Linked DNA regions of Mus musculus: all the other regions are linked to region 1. A link is a contact called in public HiChIP or PLAC-seq and promoter capture Hi-C data. All regions are on one chromosome and are shown on one strand. The core of a region is the stretch at or near the end of the contact, and the rest is flanking DNA. Distances in the headings are between cores, read along the strand shown. Region 1 holds the start of Dedd2 (death effector domain-containing DNA binding protein 2). Region 2 holds the start of Tgfb1 (transforming growth factor, beta 1). Region 3 overlaps Tgfb1 (transforming growth factor, beta 1). Region 4 overlaps Bckdha (branched chain ketoacid dehydrogenase E1, alpha polypeptide).

Region 1 (3,053 bases), core at 304-2,803:
CATTTCAAACGCCACCTTCTTAGGAAAGTATTCCTTTGTTGTTACCTCTCCTCATTCTGGGGGTACTCTATCCCTCTCTACGACCATATCCAAAGCTAAGTTCCTTATTTACTATTAATTGACTTCTCCACTAATACAAGTTTCGTGGAGTTGGCATCTTGGCTGTAACTTCTCTGTAGCCTCACATGCTGCAAGGTACCCAGCGTCTCTGAACCTGTTGTTTTCCCTGGGGGCGGGGGAGGGCTGTCAGGTGACAGTGCCTATGAAACCTTTCCTATGAAAGGTTTGTCTCTTCCTGGCATAAAAAGTTCCACAAACAGTGGCCACAATCATTACTGATATGGCCGAATCCCACAAGCTCACTTCTACCTAAGCCATACCCTCTCACTGTTGAGTTTCTCGCTGTGAAATAGGGGAGACTGTATATCCTTATCAGGGAAGTACAGGGGCCCAGAGGGAGCAAGGTGTTTCTGCAACTTCCTATTCAAACCCTACCTGGCCGGCGCCGCTTGCGCGCCAGATGTGGCAGGAGGTCGTGACGGGCTAGCACGCGCAGGAGTTGGCTCAGCAGCCGCAGGTTGCTCTCGTCGCACTGCCCGCGGCGTTCCAGCTCCAGAAGCAGCTCCAGGCCGCTGCGGGCGCGGGCCAGGCCGCCGGGGGCGCCGGGGGCCTCATCCAGCAGGAAGGCCAGGAGCTCCAGTTCGCACTCGGTCAGCTGCCCGCCCACTACCTCGAACATACGGTGAAGCGACAGCATGCCGTAGTAATCCAAACACTCATCCTCCTCCCAGCTCGGGGCCGGGGTCGACCCGGACAACGCCATTCCCAGGGGAGGGGTGCGGAACAAGCTCAGAACCAGGGCCTAGAACCCACACGGCGGGGAGGAGGTCGTGGTCAGCGACACAGTGGCTCAAAGCCCACAGAGGCCAGAGCGTGGGCCCCGCAAGGTGTCTCCGGGCAGAGTCGCCCCCCACACCCTCAACGGTCTCAACCTCTCTCCCTCCCACGGACAGGAATGGTATCGCCCGAGATCCCATAGTAACAGGTCGAACGCTAGACCCCACCGGTCCACATCACTGTCGGGAGGACCAAGCCCAGATGCCCTTTTCTGAGTAGTACGTTTCGAACTTGCCACCGACTGACCTAGACGACCAGCTCGAATGAGCTACATGGCCCATTGCAGGGCACCTTGTCCACTGCCCGGTGACTTCGGATGGCAAATGTCCGGTCATAGCCCTCGGGTTCTGTCCACTAGTACCTTCCTGCTAGCTCCAACATCCCACTCAAGTGATACCTTTCAAAAGTGACCCTCGGCCCCCTGCAAGTGGGACCGACCAAGACAACCCTGAGCGCCACACAGGTGGTACTGTCTGAATCCGACCCCCCCTCCCTGAAAGGGCGATCGATCCTGCCCTCACCCGAGCACCCAAGTGGTTCCAGCTACCCTTCACCAGTCACCTTTAGGCCTCTCTTATCCTCACCAGATTCCAGCGTCCGATGACTTCTGGGCGACGGCCGCAGCCACTTGTTTTGGATCTTTCTGGCACCTTCTCTATTATTACGCCTGCGTCACCTCGCTCCTCCTCTTTCGCCCAACTCGCGCAGGTGCGACCGCCACGCCCCTACAGCGCAAGCGCAGAATCAGACCTCAAGCTCCACCCCTTCCAGGACTCCAGATCCGCCCCTAACCCAAGCGTCCGGACTCTCCCTTGCTGCGCTTGCGCAAGAGCAAAACCTCGCTGTGTCTTGCTCTTGATGGTGGTTTCAGGCTCGGTGTGTGTCCCCTGAATCCTATGACACGACCTGGTGGAATTACTCATCCCACAGACTACCTCTTCCTCCTGATCACGTCCTAGACACCCACATGACCAGTGCCAACAGCTGTCAGCGCAAAGTAAACCAGTCACGAGGGTCCCGACTCCCTGGAGCGCTCAAGGCTCATAATCAGGACTTGTAATACAGTATGCCCCATTCTGGTGGCAACCAGAAACCTACAACTCAACTCTGCTGTCTCAGATCCTACATGGAAATTCTTGCTCATACAGCTCCCCAGCCCCAATTTATAAATTCTCCAGTCGCAAGCAGCAGAATGATACCTCTTCCCAAATCTCAATAGACCTTGCCACCCCCTGTGTGCAGCACATTCCGAAGACGTCCATCAGCACCTCCTATCATAGACACCACACCCACGGTTAGAACAGCCTTTGTACAATCGCTTCTGAGCCCTCTTGAGTCTTGGAGCCACCCAGATGCCCCTCCTAACCTGCACCTATGAGAGCAATCCTGTCACAGAAGTGGAGGCTAGGGTGTCTTCATGTCCCCTACACGAGGCCTTGAGCGTGACGGTCGCTCCTCCTCCCCCACTTAGGTGACTCAAGGTCAGGGCCAGCACGTGCCTAAGACAGGTCTCTTCTAGGACTGGTTTCCACCCCCGGAATTGTCTCCCTAAGGGGCGGGAGGCTCTGGCTCAATGCTGGCTGTTTGTTTCCCTTTTCTGGGCCTTAGCTTTTCCACCTGTGAAACGGATGGCAGTGGAGTCCACGGTATGGGCTCTCTGTGTGAATATCATTGAATCAGACAAAGAATGGGAGGAAGGGGAAAGCTATTTATAAACGGTAAAGCTTCTATGATGGGTGGGCTATAGTGAGTACTACGGTGTATCAGGCCCCGAGCCGAACATTTTTATGTGTATGACAAAATTCAATGCCTTCAACAACCTTTCAGGAGATGCGATTCCAGTCCACTTTGCACGTAAGCAAAAACTGAGGCGGCGCAGGAAAAGTACAAGTGTGTCTGGCTTTTTAGTTACGCTGTCAGAAACGCTCAGTCTCTTCTGCTACGAGATAACACCTGTCAAAGTCTCGCACCGCCACGTTCATTTGTGCGACCTCGCTCTATAAGGATGCACACTTTTCTCCGCTGAATTTTCAAACAGCAGGAAAGGAGCGGCCCCGGAGAACTGCGCAGGCGCCTCTCCTGGTCCCGGACACCGCCTCCAGGGCACTGGTGTCTGCGTGGAGAAACTCGCGGAGCCCCGCCTGACTCCCAACACG
Region 2 (3,037 bases), core at 19-2,518, 470 kb after region 1:
GAGGTTGGACTTTGTTCTGTGGCCCAGGGGAGTCATGGGAGGGTTTTGAGCAAGAGGGTAATGTGGATTGCTCTAGATTCCTGTGACTACTATGTGGAGTGAGTGGGAGATGAGAACCCAGAGAGGAAATTCAGGCAATAATCCAAGGTAAAAGTACTGTGCGAGGTCTCCAGTGGTTTCAATGCTGGGAACCCGGGAGCAGGGTTCTGCCCCTTTGTCCTTTTCTCTAACGCCTCTCCTCCCGCAGGTTGGCCTCGACTCCATCTCCAGGTGTGGTCCCAGGACAGCTTTGGCCGCTGCCAGCTTGCTGGCTATGGCTTTTGCCATGTGCCTAGCAGCCCAGGCACTCATCAGCTGGACTGCCCTACATGGAGGCCCCTGGGCAGTTGGAGGGAGCAGCTAGCACGGGCTTTCGTGGGTGGTGGGCCACAGCTGCTGCACGCAGATACCATCTACAGCGGGGCTGACCGCTACCGCCTGCACACGGCCGCGGGTGGCACAGTGCACCTTGGTATCGGCCTGCTGCTGCGCCACTTCGATCGCTATGGAGTGGAGTGTTGAGGGACTTCATTGCTACTAATCGCCATCATCCACTGAGCACATAATGGCACAGCAGTGAAGCAGGCACGTGGACTCTGGAGACTGTCAGTCCTGATCACCCCCAAGTCATGGCCCCTATGCCATGGACTGCAAGGCCAGGAACTCCCCTGTGGCCCATGCTCCACTGAACTACGGGGTAGAAAGGGCTGTGGGTTGGAGGGACATGAGCAGGGCCCACTGTTTGGACTGTCGGGGGCACTTAATAAAAGCGTGTATTTCTCATGGGTAAGGTGCCTCCTTGTATCCGCTAAAGCTCTCAGACGTCGGTCTCCTTATTTCACTCTCCTTGACACTCTCATCCGCAAAGTCTGCCCCTGCCTTTCGCTCTCCACCGCCTAGGTCCCCACTTCTAATACAGGACTCTGTTTTCTCACGAAGTCCCAATTTTTCCTTTGACCCTTCAACAACTCCCAAATCCACCGGGGCGCTTTGGTTGGTCACCGGCTTTAGTAGTGCTCCGCCGCCAGGAGGCAGCACCCTGGAGGTGGGGCGAGGCCGGGGTGCCCGCCCCCTCCCCGCAGGGCTGAAGGGACCCCCCTTGGAGCCCGCCCACGCTAAGATGAAGACAGTGCCCCCCCATGCCCTCCCCCTGGGGCTGCCCCCGCCCCGCGCGCGCTTCCTGGGTGGGGCCGGGGCGGCTTCAAAACCCCCGCCGCCCCAGCCGGTCCCGCCGCCGCCGCCGCCCTTCGCGCCCCAGGCCGTCCCCCTCCTCCTCCCGCCGCGGATCCTCCAGACAGCCAGGCCCCCGGCCGGGGCAGGGGGGACGCCCCTTCGGGGCACCCCCGGCTCTGAGCCGCACTCGGAGTCGGCCTCCGCTGGGAGCCGGCAAAGGAGCAGCCGAGGAGCCGTCCGAGGCCCCAGAGTCTGAGACCAGCCGCCGCCGCAGGGAGGAGGGGGAGGAGGAGTGGGAGGAGGGACGAGCTGGTTGAGAGAAGAGGAAAAAAGTTTTGAGACTTTTCCGCTGCTACTGCAAGTCAGAGACGTGGGGACTTCTTGGCACTGCGCTGTCTCGCAAGGAGGCAGGACCTGAGGACTCCAGACAGCCCTGCTCACCGTCGTGGACACTCGATCGCTACCCGGCGTTCCTCAGACGCCCCTATTCCGGACCAGCCCTCGGGAGCCACAAACCCCGCCTCCCGCGAAGACTTCACCCCAAAGCTGGGGCGCACCCCTTGCACGCCGCCCTCCCCCCAGCCTGCCTCTTGAGTCCCTCGCATCCCAGGACCCTCTCTCCCCCGAGAGGCAGATCTCCCTCGGACCTGCTGGCAGTAGCTCCCCTATTTAAGAACACCCACTTTTGGATCTCAGAGAGCGCTCATCTCGATTTTTACCCTGGTGGTATACTGAGACACCTTGGTGTCAGAGCCTCACCGCGACTCCTGCTGCTTTCTCCCTCAACCTCAAATTATTCAGGACTATCACCTACCTTTCCTTGGGAGACCCCACCCCACAAGCCCTGCAGGGGCGGGGCCTCCGCATCCCACCTTTGCCGAGGGTTCCCGCTCTCCGAAGTGCCGTGGGGCGCCGCCTCCCCCATGCCGCCCTCGGGGCTGCGGCTACTGCCGCTTCTGCTCCCACTCCCGTGGCTTCTAGTGCTGACGCCCGGGAGGCCAGCCGCGGGACTCTCCACCTGCAAGACCATCGACATGGAGCTGGTGAAACGGAAGCGCATCGAAGCCATCCGTGGCCAGATCCTGTCCAAACTAAGGCTCGCCAGTCCCCCAAGCCAGGGGGAGGTACCGCCCGGCCCGCTGCCCGAGGCGGTGCTCGCTTTGTACAACAGCACCCGCGACCGGGTGGCAGGCGAGAGCGCCGACCCAGAGCCGGAGCCCGAAGCGGACTACTATGCTAAAGAGGTCACCCGCGTGCTAATGGTGGACCGCAACAACGGTGAGCTCCGAGGGGCCGGGGAGCCAGGAGGGAGCCCCCAGGGGGCGCCGGAGTGCAGGGGTCACCGGGAGGAAATTACCCTCAGAGGAAACTGGCTGGAGGAAGGGGAGCCCTGGGGGCACCGGGACAACTGTGTGGGTGTCCCAAAGAGGCTGGCACTTTCCCGTACCCCAGGTGTCTTTGAGAGGAATAGACAGCCTGCCAAAGTGATCCTCTCCTAGAAAAGCAAGGTCGTGGGGAGAGTCCCCTCTAGAAGAGGAGCATTTGGCAGGTTTTGTTTTAAGTTCCCCTAATGGTGCCTAAAAATGCAGGGCTCGCTGGGTGGTCTCTTTCCAGAAAGGTAGAACCCAGCTCAAGAGAATGGAAGGTGTCCAACATTTCGGAATGGAGATGCAATGTGGAAAGCCGACCCCAGACCGGGTCGTGAGATGGAGAGAAAACCTAGGGGATGGGTACCCTAGAACTGCCAAATAAAATCTCTAGTGGGCTTACTCTCAGAAAGCGACAGGCGCACGCTAGAGAGTGTGATCTGTGGAGTCACTACGGG
Region 3 (2,909 bases), core at 108-2,607, 490 kb after region 1:
AGATAGGGAAACAGAGATGGAAGTTGAGGAGGCTCAGAGATAAGAGACAGAAATGTAGAGATCCTGGTGGGGAGAGAGATAGGGGGAGCCCCTGTACTCTGGCAGTGACCCCGGCCCACCCGCAGGTCCTTGCCCTCTACAACCAACACAACCCGGGCGCTTCGGCGTCACCGTGCTGCGTGCCGCAGGCTTTGGAGCCACTGCCCATCGTCTACTACGTGGGTCGCAAGCCCAAGGTGGAGCAGTTGTCCAACATGATTGTGCGCTCCTGCAAGTGCAGCTGAAGCCCCGCCCCGCCCCGCCCCTCCCGGCAGGCCCGGCCCCGCCCCCGCCCCGCCCGCAGCGCCCGGGGCTGTATTTAAGGACACCTGCACCCCCCCTCAAGCCCACCTGGGGGGCCCATTAAAGGTGACAGAGGACTGGTGGTCTCCGTGTCATTGGCCGCCGGATTGCGTCTCCCTCTTAGCTGACGCCCCTACCACATCTTGTCCCTTTCTGTGCAATCGCCTCCAGCACTCCCTAAGGAACGCCGGCTTTGATCCCAGAATTCCAGGGGGCGACGCTGAGGCCCAGGGAAAACCCTATTAGACTCAGGTATCATCTCTTTAGGCACCGTTCACAGTGCTTTATACCTCTGAGCATCCACGAGGCAATCCGGGAGAGCCTGAATTCCTGCTGGGATGAATTCATTTCTTGGATGATGAGTATATGGAAGAGCAAAAAGTGCTGATACAGTGGGTTGTGGTGGCCCCATGTGACAAGTCCCTGCATTCAGGAGACTGAGGCAGGCAGATAGATATAGCTCAGGCTAGCTCAGATATAACCAGGCTACTGGTTCAGAGTTGAGTGTGTGGTACTGAAATGCCTGCAGTGGGAAGGCAAGGGTTAGATAAGGAACTCTGGGGCTTCCGGGTTACATTAGACCCTATCCCAAAAAACCCCCAATTCACAGAATGTGGTGGCACAGGCCTTTAAGACCAGCACTCAGGAGGCTGTAGCAGATTGGTCTCTGAGTTTGAGGCCAGCCTGGTTTACAGAGCAAGTTCTGGATACACAGGACTACACATAGAAGAAACGGTCTCCAAAATACCAAAACACCAAATCAGTAGTTGGTGTTGGTGCTGACTATGTCACTGGGTGAAAGGAGCCTAGGGGGAGGGGGAGCCACAAGAAGGAAGTGGAATCAGGGAGTGTGTGTGTGTGTGTGTGTGTGTGTGTGTGTGAGAGAGAGAGAGAGAGAGAGAGAGATTCTTGGAAGACCGGAAGTGACAAGTGACAGCCATCTTGGGGTGTGCCACTGTGTGAGGAAAGAGAGCAACGTGACTGGAAGAGTCTAAGGGAAGGGTGTTGGGCGCTGAGTCAGATCCAAGTCAGCACAAGCCAGGGAATGACAACTCTCCTACATGTCAGGTGTGTGGCTGTCCTTGATCACAGCTTTCTTCCCACAGCCTGACAGAGCAGGGGCTGGCCAAGGTTGGCCCCAAGCCTCCTGCAGCCTGCAGCCTGCAGCCTGTTTCTGTAAATAAGTCCCGCTGGCTCACGGCCACACTCGCTGCTTCCTCCACATACTGTTTGGAGCCATGTACTGTTTCTGCAGCCTCGTATGCAGGGCCAGCAATATCACCTGGTCCTTCTGGAAAACCTGTGAAGATGGGTGTGGTCTGAACAGGCTGCCTGTAATTTGAACAGGAGGCAGAGGCAGGAGTATCATCACCACAAGTTCAAAGCCAGCCTGATCTACATAGCCCCCAGCCAAGCAGAGCTAAGTATATGGAAAACCCCTCAGTCCTTCCCACTCTCTCCAAAAGCTTGCTTATCCTTTTTGGGGGATCGTGTGCTCTTTACAGGAGGAAGTATTTACACACACGGAAGGTGGTTACTTCCTAAATCCACAGAACTTAGTTAGTTTAGCATCTGCACATGGATCTAAGACTGCTTTCTTGATCATATCTTGATCAGGAGTATGGGACCCCAAAAGAACTTGGGGGACACATAGCCTTACCAGATGAGCTAAAAAGCTGTATCCGAGGCCTCCATTTCTGGTAAATCACTGCGAGTTAAGTGAATGGTGAGGAACTCTGTCCTCAGTCACCCTGCCTCCTCCCTTCCTGGGGTTGAGAGAGAGAGAGAGAGAGAGAGAGAGAGAGAGAGTGCACATGCATGAGCGTATATGCATGCATGTGTCCTCAGGAAGATAAGTTACCCAGGCAAGAAAGACCGGCTGCCTGAGCCTAGCGAGTCCTGTGTTTCATCTCTTCCCATCTGCTGGGGGGAGCTTGTGAATTCTCTCCTGCTTCCTCTTTCTCAAGCCCGTTTCCTCCTTTCTCCTGTGTTTCACTTCCCCTACCCTCTGCCTTTCTCAGGCCCCCAGGGCTCCTAAACTTGCTTTCCACTCAGGGAGTGTCTGGGAGGGAGGGAGGGAGGGAGGCAGGGTGACTGAGGGCAGAGTTCCTTTGGTTTGAGGTTGACAGCACTGAGCCTGGAAGAGTGGGTCAGAGGCCTCCTAGTCTCGTCCCATCAGGGGCTGAGAGCCTCTGAGGAACAGGTTGGGGTTTGGGGCAGGACAAGAACATTTGTCATTGCCACTAGCTCTGGCCTGGCAGATACACAAACACGCAAGCAAGAACACAATCAGGATTGTAGTCATTCAAGGATTGCTGAATAGCCCCACTACCCCCAGCAGAAGCCAAAGTATGGACAGGGTCCCACAACTACACCAACACATTCACCTCTCAAGACTAGTGACATAGATTCTGACACCTGGCAGTCGACACAGACCACACATACAGACTATAAACAGTCCAGCCCTGGGCCCTCACAGGACATGACACAAGTAGAAAGTTTGATAGAAAAGGCCATCACATAAATATACATTATAGGGCCAAGCTTGCACCACATGCCAGACAGAT
Region 4 (2,982 bases), core at 464-2,963, 430 kb after region 1:
CTAACAGAGGACCCGAGTTCAGTTCCCTGCAAGCTCAGCTCTAGCTTGGAACTCTAGCTCCAGGGGGATCTGATATCTTTGGCCATAGCAAGCACACATCTGCAGTTAAGCGCTCGTGCTCTCTCTCTCTCTCTCTCTCTCTCTCTCTCTCTCTCTCTGTCTCTCTCTCTGTCTCTCTCTCTCTCTCTCTCTCTCACACACACACACACACCTCTCTCTCTGTCTCTCTCTCTCTGTCTCTCTCTCTCTCTCTCACACACACACACACACACACACACACACACATACACACACACACACACACTTTAGCCCACACTCAGGAAGCAGGGGCAGAACTGCATCCAGTTCCAGGCCAGCCTGGACTACATAGCACGACTCCAGGGAAACAACGCCATATGCACTCTAGGTGGACGTGATGGCCCACACTCGGAAGGAAACCCAGCACTTGGAGGGGAAGGTACGAGGATCAGAGTTTTCAGGGTTGCCCAGGATGAGATCTTGTCTCAAAACCCAAACAAAAGCCGGGCAGTGGTGGCGCACACCTTTGATCCCAGTACTTGGGAGGCAGAGAGGCAGGGAGATTTCTGAGTTTGAGGCCAGCCTGGTCTACAGAGTGAGTTCCAGGACAGCCAGGGCTATAGAGAAACCCTGTCTCTAAAAACAAAAACAAACAAACAAAATAATCTCTCTTTAACCCTTGCCAGCACTATGTAAGGGAAGTATTTCTGGTTTTGCCCAAGGAAATCTAAAGTGTACAATCCCAAACTGAGGAACCAGCAGGTCAGCCAGCCAAAACAAGCTGCAGGCGTGGGGCCTGGTGGTGCCCACCAGCCAGCTCCTCCACTGATTTCACCCCTCCATCTCCTACAAGAAAAACTAGTGTGAATAGACCCTTTGTTCCTTGCACTGTCTGTCAAACAAAGCTGCTCGGGTGACTGGAACACTTCTGCTCCATGAGACAGTCTTCTCTCTCCTAGAATCAAAACGCCTCCCAGGTAAGACCCTTACACTGAGTTAGTGAGGGGCGGAGCGCACCTGCCTAGCACCCGCGAGGTCCATGGCTCTCTCCCCAGCACTGAAGGCAACCTGAAACAAAACCAAGGCATGCTGGTACACAAGGGAAGTGAAGACAGGAAGATGACAAGTTCAAAGCCAGTCTCAGTTCAAGGCTAACCTAGGCTACTAGAGACCCTGCCTTAAAAGAAAAAGAAAACAAAAGCCAGAGAGAAGTTTCATCTGGCAAAGGCCACCAATTCTGATGGCCTGAAGTTTGATCATTTGACCTCTGGGACCCCAAAGCTGACCTCTGACCTGTGAACATTCACAGTGGCATGCACGTGCCATCTCCTCCTCAAAAAAGACGTTTCTTCTTAGGTCAACAATACTGTATTCCAAAACAAAATTCATGAGTGTTGTGGTGCACACCTTTAATATCAGCTCTCGGGACGCAGAGAGGAGGATCAGAGGCCAAGCAAGGACTGCACCATGGGATGCAGTCTCAAAAACAAACAAACAAACAAAAGTGGCCAGCGTGGATGACGTGTGGGGGAGGAGTGCTGTCGGCCTGAGCCTAGCTCTTCTGAAGCTAGCACAGCCCACCAGAAGCAAGTGTCCTGGACAGAAGCTGTGGAGAGGTCAGGGTGAGGCTCAGTGTCTTGTGAGACCAACGCGCCTGAGCTTCCCCCTCTCCCTGGCAGCCAGGAAGGACTCAGGCTTTGGAGTCCCAGCCTCAGACTTCCTATCGCTAAACCTTTGTTTCCCCATTTTTAATAGCAGTGCACCAGCACTTTGTGTGTTGAAACTATCAATCACAAAGTGTTTCATAATGTGCAAAACCCACACCAGATTCCTTAAGACATCAGCCAACACCCTCAGGGGCATCCAACGGCTTAACATTGCAACACAACACTGTTATCTACAAACTACACTTAACTAGAACTTCACCACAGTTAGCAAAACACACACACACACACAAACAGAAAAAAATAATGTCATCGTGTTTTAGTGAAGTTTATAATTCCATGTTGGGCTACATTTATACCTGTCTTTGGCTACATTTAGCCTCCAGGCCAAAGGTTATCCTAAACAGGAGAGACCTCAGTAAGAACTACCTCCTCTTGGCAAGTCACTTGGAGAGCCTTCAGAGCGCTGAAGCAGGCCATCGGTGACAATGAGCAGAAGCCTGGCTCTGACCACCCTTGCTCAGCGCCCTAGCACCTCTGCACTCCCAGATGAGGGTCGAAATGCTACAGACAGTGGACCTGGCTTTTAAGTTTTTAATTTTTTTCCTGATTTATTTTTATTTTAAGTGCTGGTGTTCTGTCTGCATGCATGTCTTCGTGAGAGTGCTGATTCTCCTGGAGCTGGCGTTCCAGAGAGTTCTGAGCCGCCTGTGTGGGTGCTGGGTCCCCTAGAAGAACAGACCATGCTCCTAACCACTGAGCCATTTTTAATTTTTTTGTTTGTTTGTTTGTTTTTTTTTGGTTTTTCGAGACAGGGTTTCTCCATGTAGCCCTGGCTGTCCTGGAACTCACTTTGTAGACCAGGCTGGCCTCAAACTCAGAAATCCTCCTGCCTCTGCCTCCCGAGTGCTGGGATTAAAGGCATGCGCCACCACACCTGACCATTTTAATTTTTTTTTTTTTTTTTTTTTTTTTTTTTTGGTTTTTTTGAGACAGGGTTTCTCTGTGTAGCCCTGGCTGTCCTGGAACTCACTATGTAGACCAGGCTGGCCTCAAACTCAGAAATCCACCTGTCTCTGCCTCCCGAGTGCTGGGATTAAAGGCATGCGCCACCACGCCCGGCTCCATTTTAATTTTTTAAACTACACTTTTATTTACTGGGTGTGCACGTGCGATGGAGAGTGAGGTAACTTGTGGGAGTTGATTCTCTCTCGCCTTCATGCAGGTCCTGGAAACAGCTCAAGTCACTAGGCTTGATGGCAGCTGCTTCTACTCTCTGAGCCGTTTCAATGGCCTTAAG

The links. Promoter capture Hi-C pulls out the DNA fragments that hold promoters and counts their contacts. HiChIP or PLAC-seq counts read pairs in DNA pulled down with a chosen protein or histone mark. Capture Hi-C pulls out chosen DNA fragments and counts their contacts.
Region 2: a contact with region 1 is called in a promoter capture Hi-C map of adipose tissue. The contact joins the promoter of Tgfb1 here to the promoter of Dedd2 in region 1. A contact is called at or near these places in 14 of 39 promoter capture datasets (the 3T3-L1 cell line, the C10 cell line, the HPC-7 cell line and 10 more), 3 of 484 Hi-C or Micro-C datasets (embryonic stem cells and nephron progenitors), 3 of 115 datasets of contacts at active chromatin or transcription factors (extraembryonic endoderm stem cells, memory CD8 T cells and pancreatic cancer cells) and 2 of 9 other capture datasets (adipose tissue and liver).
Region 3: a contact with region 1 is called in a FOXA1 HiChIP or PLAC-seq map of pancreatic cancer cells. The contact joins the enhancer-like site here to the promoter of Dedd2 in region 1. A contact is called at or near these places in 5 of 39 promoter capture datasets (the C10 cell line, HPC-7-derived erythroid cells, hematopoietic stem and progenitor cells and 2 more), 1 of 484 Hi-C or Micro-C datasets (B cells), 1 of 115 datasets of contacts at active chromatin or transcription factors (pancreatic cancer cells) and 2 of 9 other capture datasets (adipose tissue and liver).
Region 4: a contact with region 1 is called in a promoter capture Hi-C map of hematopoietic stem and progenitor cells. The contact joins the enhancer-like site here to the promoter of Dedd2 in region 1. A contact is called at or near these places in 8 of 39 promoter capture datasets (the C10 cell line, the HPC-7 cell line, cranial neural crest and 5 more), 2 of 484 Hi-C or Micro-C datasets (cortical neurons and embryonic stem cells), 2 of 115 datasets of contacts at active chromatin or transcription factors (bone marrow-derived macrophages and pancreatic cancer cells) and 3 of 9 other capture datasets (adipose tissue, embryonic stem cells and liver).

What each region holds. Positions count from the first base shown.
Region 1 is chr7:25,218,306-25,221,358 of GRCm38.p6, forward strand. It overlaps Dedd2 (death effector domain-containing DNA binding protein 2), which reads right to left and starts at 1,554. Exons shown (of 5, transcript NM_207677.3): 1 at 1,459-1,554; 2 at 496-862. The coding sequence starts at 823. It also overlaps a transcript of Zfp526 not described here.
Region 2 is chr7:25,685,734-25,688,770 of GRCm38.p6, forward strand. It overlaps Tgfb1 (transforming growth factor, beta 1), which reads left to right and starts at 1,269. Exons shown (of 7, transcript NM_011577.2): 1 at 1,269-2,490. The coding sequence starts at 2,136. B9d2 (B9 protein domain 2) reads left to right here. Exons shown (of 4, transcript NM_001362154.1): 4 at 248-829. The coding sequence ends at 561.
Region 3 is chr7:25,704,659-25,707,567 of GRCm38.p6, forward strand. Tgfb1 (transforming growth factor, beta 1) reads left to right here. Exons shown (of 7, transcript NM_011577.2): 7 at 126-419. The coding sequence ends at 284. Among named protein-coding and RNA genes, the nearest start is that of Ccdc97, 13 kb to the right of the region's middle. Within about 2 kb of position 1,358, at least 143 of the 459 cell types and tissues checked have an H3K27ac peak or open chromatin away from gene starts, as enhancers often do. A contact at or near this core is called in B cells, adipose tissue, hematopoietic stem and progenitor cells and 2 more, where this site is marked.
Region 4 is chr7:25,648,193-25,651,174 of GRCm38.p6, forward strand. All of the region lies in intron 1 of Bckdha (branched chain ketoacid dehydrogenase E1, alpha polypeptide), which reads right to left. Among named protein-coding and RNA genes, the nearest start is that of Bckdha, 9.1 kb to the right of the region's middle. Within about 2 kb of position 1,714, at least 51 of the 459 cell types and tissues checked have an H3K27ac peak or open chromatin away from gene starts, as enhancers often do. A contact at or near this core is called in adipose tissue, bone marrow-derived macrophages, hematopoietic stem and progenitor cells and 1 more, where this site is marked.